2 separate regions of the Hordeum vulgare genome follow, and region 1 is linked to region 2. The links are chromatin contacts, called in public Hi-C maps. All regions are on one chromosome and are shown on one strand. Each heading gives the region's core, a stretch centred on a gene start, on an enhancer-like site or on the middle of the called end of the contact. The rest is flanking DNA. Distances are from core to core; before and after follow the strand shown. Region 1 has its middle 29 kb from the start of LOC123430394. Region 2 holds the start of LOC123426959.

Region 1 (5,053 bases), core at 1,550-4,049, 670 kb before region 2:
TGTCTTAAATTTGTTTAGATATGAATGTATCTAGTCAAGTTTTAGTATTTAGATACATTCATTTTTAGACAAAGCTAAGACAAAAAAATTGAAACCGAGGGAGTACTATAAATCTTATCAATAGTCAAAGAAAATCTTAAAAAATGCATTAGGCCTTGTATGTATGGATGGAGGGAGTAGCAAACGTTTTATAAATTTCGAGAATGATTGTATATATGGGCATTGTTTGAAATACTGAATACATTTTCGAAAATACAAACATTTTCTGAAGTGTCAAACAAATTTGCTTATGGCCAACATATTTTTAATTTGGCGAACAATTTTTGTAATTCAGAAGATTATTATTTTTTTCAAAAAAAGAAGTTTTATACATTTTTTAGAATTATGATCATTTTGTAAAAACCAAAAAATATCATTATTTTGAAAACATCACCATTTTCTATGAAACTGAACATTTAATAAAAAGGGCTATGCTAAGATCCACCGCCTAGAGAGCCGTTAGATCTATAACTATCCAACATGTAGAACTGTCCTCATCATTGCAATAAAAGAGTAGTGTTGCATAGTTCCTTGCAAGAAAGCTTACGTTACAAAAATCTTTTGCAGCATAGATGATGTTGCCGATTTGTTTTTACATTATTTTTACAACACGGGTGTTGTTGAGGAACAAATTTTGCAACATAAATAATGTTGCAGAAAATAGTTGCACTTATTTTCGTGTTCATTTTGTGGAACATGAATATTGTTGTGGGAGGCAATTTACAACACATATGATGTTAAAGAAAAAGTTACATAAAAATGCACGCAAAGAACACGCATCATACAGATAAGGTCATAAGGTACAACGTGCGATCCTTTGCCTAGACACAAGCTTTTGCCTAATAAAAACTGGGAATATTTTTGTAAAACACAAACATTTAAATACATTCAAAAAAGATAAAAGGAAAATTCCAGATCAACTGAAAAAAAGAATAAACAGAAAACTGGACCAGAAGTCCGGAACCTTCTAAAAGGTTTTCAGAATAAGAAAACGAGGATTCACATTGTTGGGGAGCAACTAGTTGACGAACGCTCCTTCGGGAGCTTCCCAACGATCACTCCTCCGTGCTGTCACTTAGCGTGTTCTCAACCGCTGACACGTGTCGCGTTTTGAATGTTTTTTTTGAATTTTATTTATATATTTTTTCGCACATATTTTTGGCTTTTCAGATGACTTTTATTCCGACTTTTTTTTGTGTTTGGTTTTTCACCGGTCCTTCTTAGTTTTTGGATGCAAATAATTAAAAACTGCATGAAAAATGTGTTTTTTTTAAATCACGACTTTTCTTGCACGAGAGGTACGGATTTGTTTCGGCGAGAGGCACATCTGTGTCTCTCGAAAACGAAAAAGACAACGAGTTTTTTCTATTCCTCGAGAGGTACGGTTTTGGTTTCGCAAGATGCACGAATTTGCTTCCGCGAGAGACACGGCCATGCCTCGCGAAAACAGAAAACAAAACATGTTTTCTTTTTTTCCTTTCTCAAGAGGAACGGTTTTGCTTCTACGAGAGGCACGGCCGTGTTGGCTCTCTTTTTTTCACGAGAGGCACGACCATGCCTTGCGAAAACAGAAAACAAACATGTTTTCTTTTTTCCGTTCCTCGAGAGGAACGGTTTTGCTTCTACGAGAGCACGGCCGTGTTGTCTTTTTTTTTTTCGCGAGAGGCATGGATTTGTTTCCGCGAGAGACACGACGCAAATGAAAAAATGTGTTTATTTTTCCTTCCGTAGTCTGGTCTTTTTTTTCGTCAAAATCTATCAACATGTGATCTAATTTTAAAGATTTCGACGCGTGAAATCCAACGATGAAAATAATTCAAGATTTGAACGCACGATTTAAAAAAAAAAATATTTTAAAAATACGAATCTAGGAAAAATTGTCGGGCCGTCGGGCTGATGTGCGCTATAACCCAGAGAGAGAGAGATGGGCTAGGGGCCGTTCGCTATTCACTACGGTGGCAGGCAGCCCGGCCAAACGCCGGTTTTGCACCCCAGGCAAGAAAAACAGCTGTTGCAGGCTGGCTAGCAGCGATGGTGGGGAAGGGGAATATCCCTGCCCTGCGGCGTATGTAACGGTGGATGCAGAGACAACATGTTCCTGTGTCCTCCCAACCCAAGTGCCTGCCCGTCCATGCCGGGGACGGGGACGGGGACGGGGAGCATGGGATTGGGACGGGAGGACACTCCACTGCGTTTCGTGTTGGGACATCTTTCCTGGGCGCAGGCCGGCCGTATCTTTCACTCAACCGGGTCACGACGGACCCCCTCTTCCTCTTCCTCTCCGGGGTCCAATCAATGACGGCGGTGGCAGCGCACGAGAGCAGAGCGGCTTTATGGCGCCACATGCACGGGCATGGCTGCACCTGCACGCCTCGGCCTCCATCTCAACATGGATGGACATGTTGCTCGGATCCGAGCACTTTGCTACGTACCGTACGCACGGTTCCAACATCAACGCATCGTGTACCGGTGCACGTACGTGTGTCTCTCGGTGCCGGCCTTGCCTCCGCAAACAAACAAGCTGCAATCGGACATGATCCATCCCGTCCGTAGATCTGACTGGCCAAACCCAACCAACACACACACACATTCCTCCTCCTTTCGGGGACACGCATGCGGAGGCAGCCAAACCGGAAACAAAAACAGAGGGAGCAAGTCAGGGAGGCCTGGCGCTGCAGGCACCGGCACCGGCACCGTACGCACACAACACGGGACGGGAGAGGGGCTGCTCTGCTCCATCCACACGTAACTTGAGCAGCACAGCATCTCATGCGACTTGTGAATGTGAGTGACCTCCCACGTTACACTGCCCACGGCCACGCTTCTCTTAAATCCTAAAAACAAACCAACAAAGGGATCCAAGGCGGGCGTACCACCTCACGTGACCCACGTCCCTTCTCTTCCTTCCCGCTCCACGCACGAGACCTTCTTTTCTTAACCAAACAACGTTGTCAGTTCGAGATCTTTCCCTGGAGAAGGATTCTCACTCGCTCACACCGTATCGGCCGACTGTGCGGGCGGACAGCCGAATGATTGGGCTGCCTCCCTCCCTGCCTTGCCTTCGCACGCGCACGCTATGGACTTTGCCCCAGGGTCACATGGATGGCTGCCGATTCTTCCGCGTCCCTTCCCTCGTGTATCCGGCCTTTGGCTTCAGCATGGTGTGCTCGCTGTTGGTCAAACCTCAAACGGTGCACTTCATCACATGCCAAAGTGCGACCTGGGCGCGATGATCTCCATCGCTTGTCCCTCTCCCAAGTGAAGGTGGACTTTTCCTGGTACTAAAATAGTACCTATAAGTAAACATGAAAAGGCCAACAAGATGTGTACCTGCCTTGCCTTGGTGTGACATATGGCCATGGCCTCAGCTTTCAACATCCAGGATCTCTTGGCTCCTATTGGTCAACCGGGGGTTAAGAACATTTTTGAGTCTGACATCTGGCTCGGCGTTTGCCAGTATTGTATGGCCGTGAGATCTTCCGCGTAAGCTTTCCTTGTGGCTGAAGAAGGTTCGGTGTGACTAACAGTATTGCTTACAATGTTGCTGATCATGCATGTTTCGTTTCTATAGTATCTTTTGGTTCAATAAAGGTGAAAAGAAAGAAAGACCAACAAGGGTTAGTTGCACCTGCAGATCTCATGTTATACCTTCCCTCTCCCGAAAGGGTTTCTAAAAGTTATGCAGGCATCTTCTGGAACTGATTACGGACACTCAAGCTAATGTGCGACTCAAACGTGATAAAACAACATTATCTCATTATCTAAAGGATTGCCTCGATCAATCAAAACAAATCTAATGATGCGTGCAATTTTTGGCTTTATTTCCTTCACCCTTCCATTTGTGTGGCTAGATTCACGCCCCTGTTCAGTCGCACTATATGTCATTTAGTAGTGAGTAGTATTTTTTTGCAACTTTAAATTTGGTAATTGATATAATTCATTTGCCATATAATTAACTGAAATATTAGATTCGTCAGTAAAAAGGCTTTTATAATGTCGACTTGTGCACCATATCAATATCTAAAACTAGGGGTGCAAACAGATCAGATACGAATCAGTTAGTGCCTCGACCCCTTAAATTCTTTTTAAACGTTCGTGTAAACCATCCGGTCACTGCCCAGTCATGAAAAATCGATCCAGACGGACTCCCCAAACGGACATCAAACGTCCGGGCTGACCGACATCCTCCATTTTCACACCAAATATGGAGTAGATATGAGGGAGCCCGGGCACGCCCGCGTGACTGCCTGACCCACCATCGACCCCATCGACACGTCAGCCCGGCCCACCACGTACCCCACTAAATACCTGAATCGAGAAAACCATAGACATCCGGCAGTTCACTCTCCGTCCACTCCACTTCCCCTCCCCACGTTCTGATTATATGGCTTGCGACGGAAGCAACTCCAACGGGTCGAACATCGATGTGGAGGAGGTGGCCCTCCGCAAGACGGCCCGAGCGACGGTGGATCTGCATCCTCCGGGCCCGTCGCACGCCAAAGGAGCGCCGATGGTGGTGGATCTGCATCCTCCGGGCCCGTCGCACGTTGACACAGCGCCCGACAACGTCGCATGCCCTTCCCGCGAGGCGTGCAGCTTCGGTCGCTCCTGCTCCGGGAGGTCCTCTCTAGGTCAAGTACGCCGCCCACGTCCACCACCTTCTGCTCCGAGAGCGGTGCTCGGCCACCGCTAGGTCCTCGTGCCCGCGTCGGGGACGGGGTGCATGAGGAGGCCAAAATCCAGGGCACGTGCAGCCCGTCGCGAGCGGCAACGGGCTAGGGAGAGGGGGAGGCGCTCGCTGCGCGACGCTCGACCTAAGCGCGCCTGTTGACCCCGAGGATGCGCTCCCCGATGACGTTCTTCGTCGCTGGCTAACGACGACAGAGACGGATGCGCGTCGGCTACGCCGCAAGAATGCCAAGGCGCTTCGACTGGCCATGCAGTTATCGGAGCACGAGGCGGCGAAAGAGGCGGCGGTGAAGGTGAAAGCAACCCACCACGCGGAGGAGCAGGA
Region 2 (5,831 bases), core at 1,114-3,613:
GAAAATTTGTTTTTTATGTACATTTTACACTATAATTTTACACTCATAAATATACGTAACATAAAATAATTTTATGGTGATTATGTATTTTATTACGTTTCCTTTTTATGTGTTAAGTAAGATAAAATTTACGGAACGTAAAAATACAGTGCATTGATATTAAAATAGGAAGGGGTGAAGAATAATTATTTCTCACTCAAGGTGACAAATAGCGCTGAAGCGACTGCAATCAGTGTTGCACGTTATGTGTTGGGATCTGATCCCTTCTCTTTCCTCTTTTTCAGTTCCTATATATTCGGTTGTTAATTGTTGTTTACAAAAAAGTTCAAGAAATAGAAAGACTCTTTGATAATTGACATCATCCAAAATTCAATAAATAGAAACCTTATCTACAAAAAAGTTCGGATCTCGATGCAAACAAAGGGTTCAGATAGCAACCACCCTAGCTAGTGTTGATAGCAAATCCATGCTATATATATATATATACACACACACACACGACACATACAATGGGGTGAGATCTTTGTTCATTCCTTGGACAGGTGAGACGAAACAAACGACATATCAATTCCCATTTAATAGTAGAGATATCTTCATCATTGCGTTTTGTAACTCAAGCTTTTTAAACATTCTATACACCAACAAGAATTCACCATAGTAGTGGCATGTGACTACTCTAGGAACTAGCAAAAAAATATATTAGTCATTGATTTATGTAAAACGATAAGAACTGTTAGGAACATATTATGAACTGTGATACCCCTATGAAGACTACCAAAACAATTTTATTTAAATGCATTTTTTTATATAAGTTTGAAAGCAATTTTAAAAAATAAGCGATCCAACTAACCATATTAGTGGATGTACAACCAAAACATCCAAATTCAATTCTGTGTGAATTTGAATCCGACGACCTCTTGAAATCGAAATTTTGGTGGCAACCTCTCTACCGCATTCCTTAACAATAAAAACAATGTTCAAAAGTGAAAAACAAAACAAGGAAATCAACGCTGGTTGGGAAACTATCACGTGCACACGAGGGACACTTGGGTTCGACCATTAGGCTGTCGGTCTATGCTCACGTGGTGGTCGCTTGGTTGCGCTTGTCATGCTTGCCCGCTCATCGCTCAGATGCGATCGATCACTTCATTGTTCACTTTTGAACAATAGAATTTGTTGGTTTAAAAATAAAACTGAAAAATCATGAAAAAAAACTTGAGTTTCTAGAAAAAACACAACGATTTGAAAGTAATGAATTTTTAAAAATTATGAATTTGAGAAAAGTTGATGAGTTCTATTTTTCTATCAATTTAGGAAAAATCCACGAATGTGAAAATGTACTCACTTCAATATAAATTAGTCGATGCTGCTTTAGTACAATTTGTACTAAAGGAGCCCGTTCGGCAACTCTCCAGCTCCTCGCTTCGCAGCCGGAGCCAGTAGAGCTGTCCCGAAGAGTCGCGCTCCGTGAATCGATAAAGATGGAGCGCTCCATCGATTAGGCTGATTTTGAAGAGCTAGCCTGGTCCCGCTCCACGAAGACAGAAAATTAGGAGCGGCATGAAATTACGTGTGGATGCCACCGATAAGTAATAACGAACATGTACGACGCTGTTGAATCTCACTCGTGTCTTTTCTCTCCCGTTCGAGCTCCTCGCCATGGCGCCCGAACCCTAGACCTCCACATCGATCGAAGTTAGTTGCCGTCCGAATTAATCTCTCCTCCGCCAAAACTGGATGACGAGATACCGAATTTCAGTCCACCCCCAGCAAACATACACCTCTCCACGTGCTAGATCTGTTTTGATTTCTTTTAGAGAATCTGGATCCATCTTCCTGCTATTAGCAGGCTGCATCCACAAGAAATGGGCCGGCAGCCCAACTACACATGAAACAGAGGCACGGATCGCTACCGAACGGTTCCGAGCTCAAGCTAGCGATCACGGGAGCGGCTCCTCACTCGCCTGGAGCGGAGGGCTGCCGAACGGGTCAATATGGATAGGAAGGAGTATATGAATTTTAGAAAAAAGCTTTTGAAAAATGTTCACAAATTTGGTAAAAGTTCATTAACTTGAAAATGATAAATTTATAAAAAGGAAATAAAATGCAAAAACAGTAACCAGGAAAAAACCCCGACCGGAAGCCTGTAGAAGCTTCACAAAACAGTGGCTGAAAATCTTTCGTAAAATAGGACCCTATATGGGCTGGCCCATTGTACGTGGTGGGTGTGCCCCATGTATTACAAATAGGGCCGGCGAACTGGGCCTTATACCCGGGCCTCGTTTCTTTGTCCTCGCTGTCCCCGTCTACTACTATACAACACTTCTTGGCAATTAGCATATCTTCCGTCGCCGCCGCCGCCGCCGCCGCCGCCTCCTTCTCCCCCAGCCGCCGCCCCCGACCCCGACCAACCCCACCGACCCGCGAGAAACGCCCTCGCGCCATGGGGCGACCAGCGGGCGGCGCCTCGGCGTCGAAGAAGCCCAAGGCCAAGTCCAAGCCGAAACAGCGCGGCGGCGTCGACTTCAAGGTAAGCACCGCGACCGTCCCCTGAAGCGCTCCCCAACCCCCAGTCTCCGCTCGGAGCCACCGCCGATACTAACCGTTTAAGCTCTTGGTGGTTCGCAGAAGTACAAGCACAAGGTAGGGCGCAAGCTCCCGCCGCCCAAGAACGCCACCAACACGGAGATCAAGTCCAAATGTGAGTCGAGCTTAAACCTGAGAATGGTTATTTAAAAACTGGGTGCAACGGTACGGTTCTTATTTTAGGTTTGATTGGGCTGACCTTTTTTTAGTTTGGTTTTGATTTGGGTATGTGGAGCAATTTGGATATAGTTGGTTATGTAAACAGTTTGGTTATTAGCTGTTATAAACTATGGGTCCAAATTGGTTTCTAAGCATTGGTTATGTGCAATAACCAATGACGATCGAGAACGAGTATCTTTGATCCGCATGCATGCTGTAATGCACTATGTAATTATGTATTATGGAGAAATACCACATGAAAATCGGAAGTGTTTGCTTATGCTTTGGCTAAGCAATTTGGTTTTAATACACTTGTCAGTGAGCTTTTCAGCCGTGGGCATTTTCTTTTTGCCTCTTGTTGTATGCTGACTGTATTTCAAGGATAACTTTGTTCCCAAACTATTGTAGATACACTTATGCCTTTTTCTATCTCATTTGCTTTTTACCCTTGCTTTTTAACATGTCAATTTGTGCAATCATATGTACATTGAAGCAAACCCATAGTTATGTACTGGGTTTAAACCCATGGTTATGTATTGGGTTTAAATTGGTTTGGGTGAAAATAATAATGGGTTCACTTTTGGTTGGGCTGAAAATGACATTGCCCAGTTCTTTTGTCAGAATCTGGGGATTCTCCCAGAATCTGACCCCTCCCCAGCTTCTCCCAGAATCTTGGAGCCTCATTTATTTTACAATCCTATCTAGTTAGGGTCTAATTAGCTAGGATTGTAAAACAAATGGGGGTCAAAGATTCTGGGAGAAGCTGGGGAGGGGTCGGATTCTGGGAGAATCCCCAGATTCTGGCAAAAGAACTGGGCATTAAATGGTCATGGTTCAAATATGGTTTTGAGAGATAAATGTCTGGGTATGGTTCAAGTATGAAACCATTCTCAGGTTTAGTCGAGCTACATTGCTAACAGTAACTTGGTTCTGACGTGTGTGGAGGCGCTTAACTGGGGTTACCTTTTTTGTGCTTGTTTGCGTGCAGTGATCGTGTTGCCAGAGCAGACCATGGCGTCGGAGAGGTCGGGCATGGCGGTGAACAAGCGCGGGCTCACGCTGCGGGAGCTCCTGCAGCAGACGGTGCACTACAATCCCAAAGTGCGGCGAGGTGAGTTGCCCCTTACCCTCTGCCCCGGCGCATTGCGATGCCCAATACGCTGTGTGCACAGCAGCTCACTGGAAATACGCTTCTTAATGTTGTTCTTGTTGTAGCTGCAATGAATGGAATAAAGGATCTTGTCACCAAGCATCCAGCAGAGCTTAAACTGCACAAGGTTGCTATGATTGAGAAGCTGCAGGAACGGATATGCGACAGTGACAAGGTGGTTCGTGACTCGTTGTACAGTTTACTGCAGTCTCTTGTATTCCCATCTTTGAAAGAGGTAAACCCCCCCCCCCCCCCCCCCCCCCACACACACACACACACATCCCCTCTGTGACCGAATGTGCTGCTGGGACGACCAGAACATTTATTTGAACAACAATGAAGATACTATATTTAGCCTTTTGCATCACCCTTATATGCACAGGGTGCACACTGAGTCTTGATAATGTGATGTTCTTTTTTCTTCATGAACCATAATGTACTAGCCTGCTTATTGGTATTGACTGCATCTGCAAATATAAATTGAAGCACCATTTCTACAAAATTTGATGATCAGTGACAATTCATTGAGGTGCTCCAAACAATGAATGAAGCACTAAACTTCCCATTTTTTGCGAACCATAATGTAGCTGCTTATTGACTGCATATGCAAATATAAATCAAAACTCTATTTGTTGAAAACTTGATGATAGGTGATAATTTTTAATGTGCTCCAAACAATGAAGCACCAAACATTCCTTCATTTTGGTTTAGCCCACAATTGTCTAGTATCTATTTTGTTTCACGGACCCTGGAGTCTCTTCTAAGTAGTATAAGCTCATATATGCCATATTTTTAGTATCTTATATTATTATTATTATTTTGACCTGCTCCAGTTTTTTATATCTACTCCTATTTTCTCGGCTTCAGATGTGATCATGTGATACTTTTCTGTTTATTACAGGACAATGCAATGTCTACCCGCAGTACACTATCTCTGTTGATGGCAAATGTTTTGAATGGAATGACACACCTATCTATGGATATCCAGTTAATGGCTTTCAGGTTTTTGGAGCTCGTGGTCCTCAATTTCCCATCCTCTTTTCCCAGATATGCCGAACAGGTCAGTGGAGTTCAGTCATGTATTGATGTGTTGAAAGTTGAATGCTTGCGTGTGTGCTAATGAAGCCTAGTTTGTTAGAAATGCATTCAGACTGATTGCCATTCCTGCTAGGTGTGTAATTGGCCATATTCATTACCAATTAATAATTTCTTTTGCACCATTCCTTCTTACAGGCTTTCAACAACTTCGTTGCTGTACTGAGCAACGACAGAATCCATCTACAGGATAAGAGTAAACTTAATAGTGTCCTTGCCGGGCTTGCTCACTGTCTTTCCTTGGTTGCTCGTGTGACGGAAAATGATGATGCATCAGATCGACTGGTTCGTGCAGTTAGCAAGCTGAATCTTTTCTTCCTTCGAATTTTTCTTCCTGCACCTGGAACTGTGATGGCGAACTTGGTGAAATAGCTAGTGCACATGTTCTGAAATGTAATAGCACATATATTGTAATGATTGAAATCTTTGCTCGTGATCTACAGGTTCATAACCGCCCTATGGGAGAACTTTGGAAACCTACCCTTGACGAAGATAACCCTGAAAGTGGCAAGTCTTTAAACACCATCCTCTTTTGTTGCTTCCTTAATTGCAATGAAATTTGTGCAGCTCTACCAAGCTGCTACATTTTAAAGTTTAAGGAACAAATAACACCGAGTGTGAATTTAGTCGTAACATGATCAGAGAAACCCAATACGTAGCCGCTTGAGCACTCAACTCCCTATATAGATATTTAACACTCCAACATTGTTTTCAATGGGATCTACCTCTGCTAAGTGCTAACCTGGTCACGAAATAAGTGAATTCCGAATAGGATAGCTTTTGAGAAGGGGCACTTTCTGGTTTTGTTATGATCAGCAGATCTGAAAGTGTATAATCAGGA

The links. A called contact is a pair of places that touch in the nucleus more often than the background predicts.
Region 1: a Hi-C map of seedling shows a contact between it and region 2, with 4 times the contacts expected there. The contact joins the enhancer-like site here to the promoter of LOC123426959 in region 2. A contact is called at or near these places in 2 of 6 Hi-C or Micro-C datasets (leaf and seedling).

What each region holds. Positions count from the first base shown.
Region 1 is chr2H:518,383,712-518,388,764 of MorexV3_pseudomolecules_assembly, reverse strand. No RefSeq gene overlaps it. Among protein-coding and RNA genes, the nearest start is that of LOC123430394, 29 kb to the left of the region's middle. Within about 2 kb of position 2,799, at least 3 of the 3 cell types and tissues checked have open chromatin away from gene starts, as enhancers often do. A contact at or near this core is called in leaf and seedling, where this site is marked.
Region 2 is chr2H:517,713,705-517,719,535 of MorexV3_pseudomolecules_assembly, reverse strand. LOC123426959 reads left to right here and starts at 2,363. Exons shown (of 21, transcript XM_045110880.1): 1 at 2,363-2,530; 2 at 2,629-2,701; 3 at 3,734-3,856; 4 at 3,961-4,130; 5 at 4,797-4,955; 6 at 5,129-5,275; 7 at 5,434-5,497. The coding sequence starts at 2,444.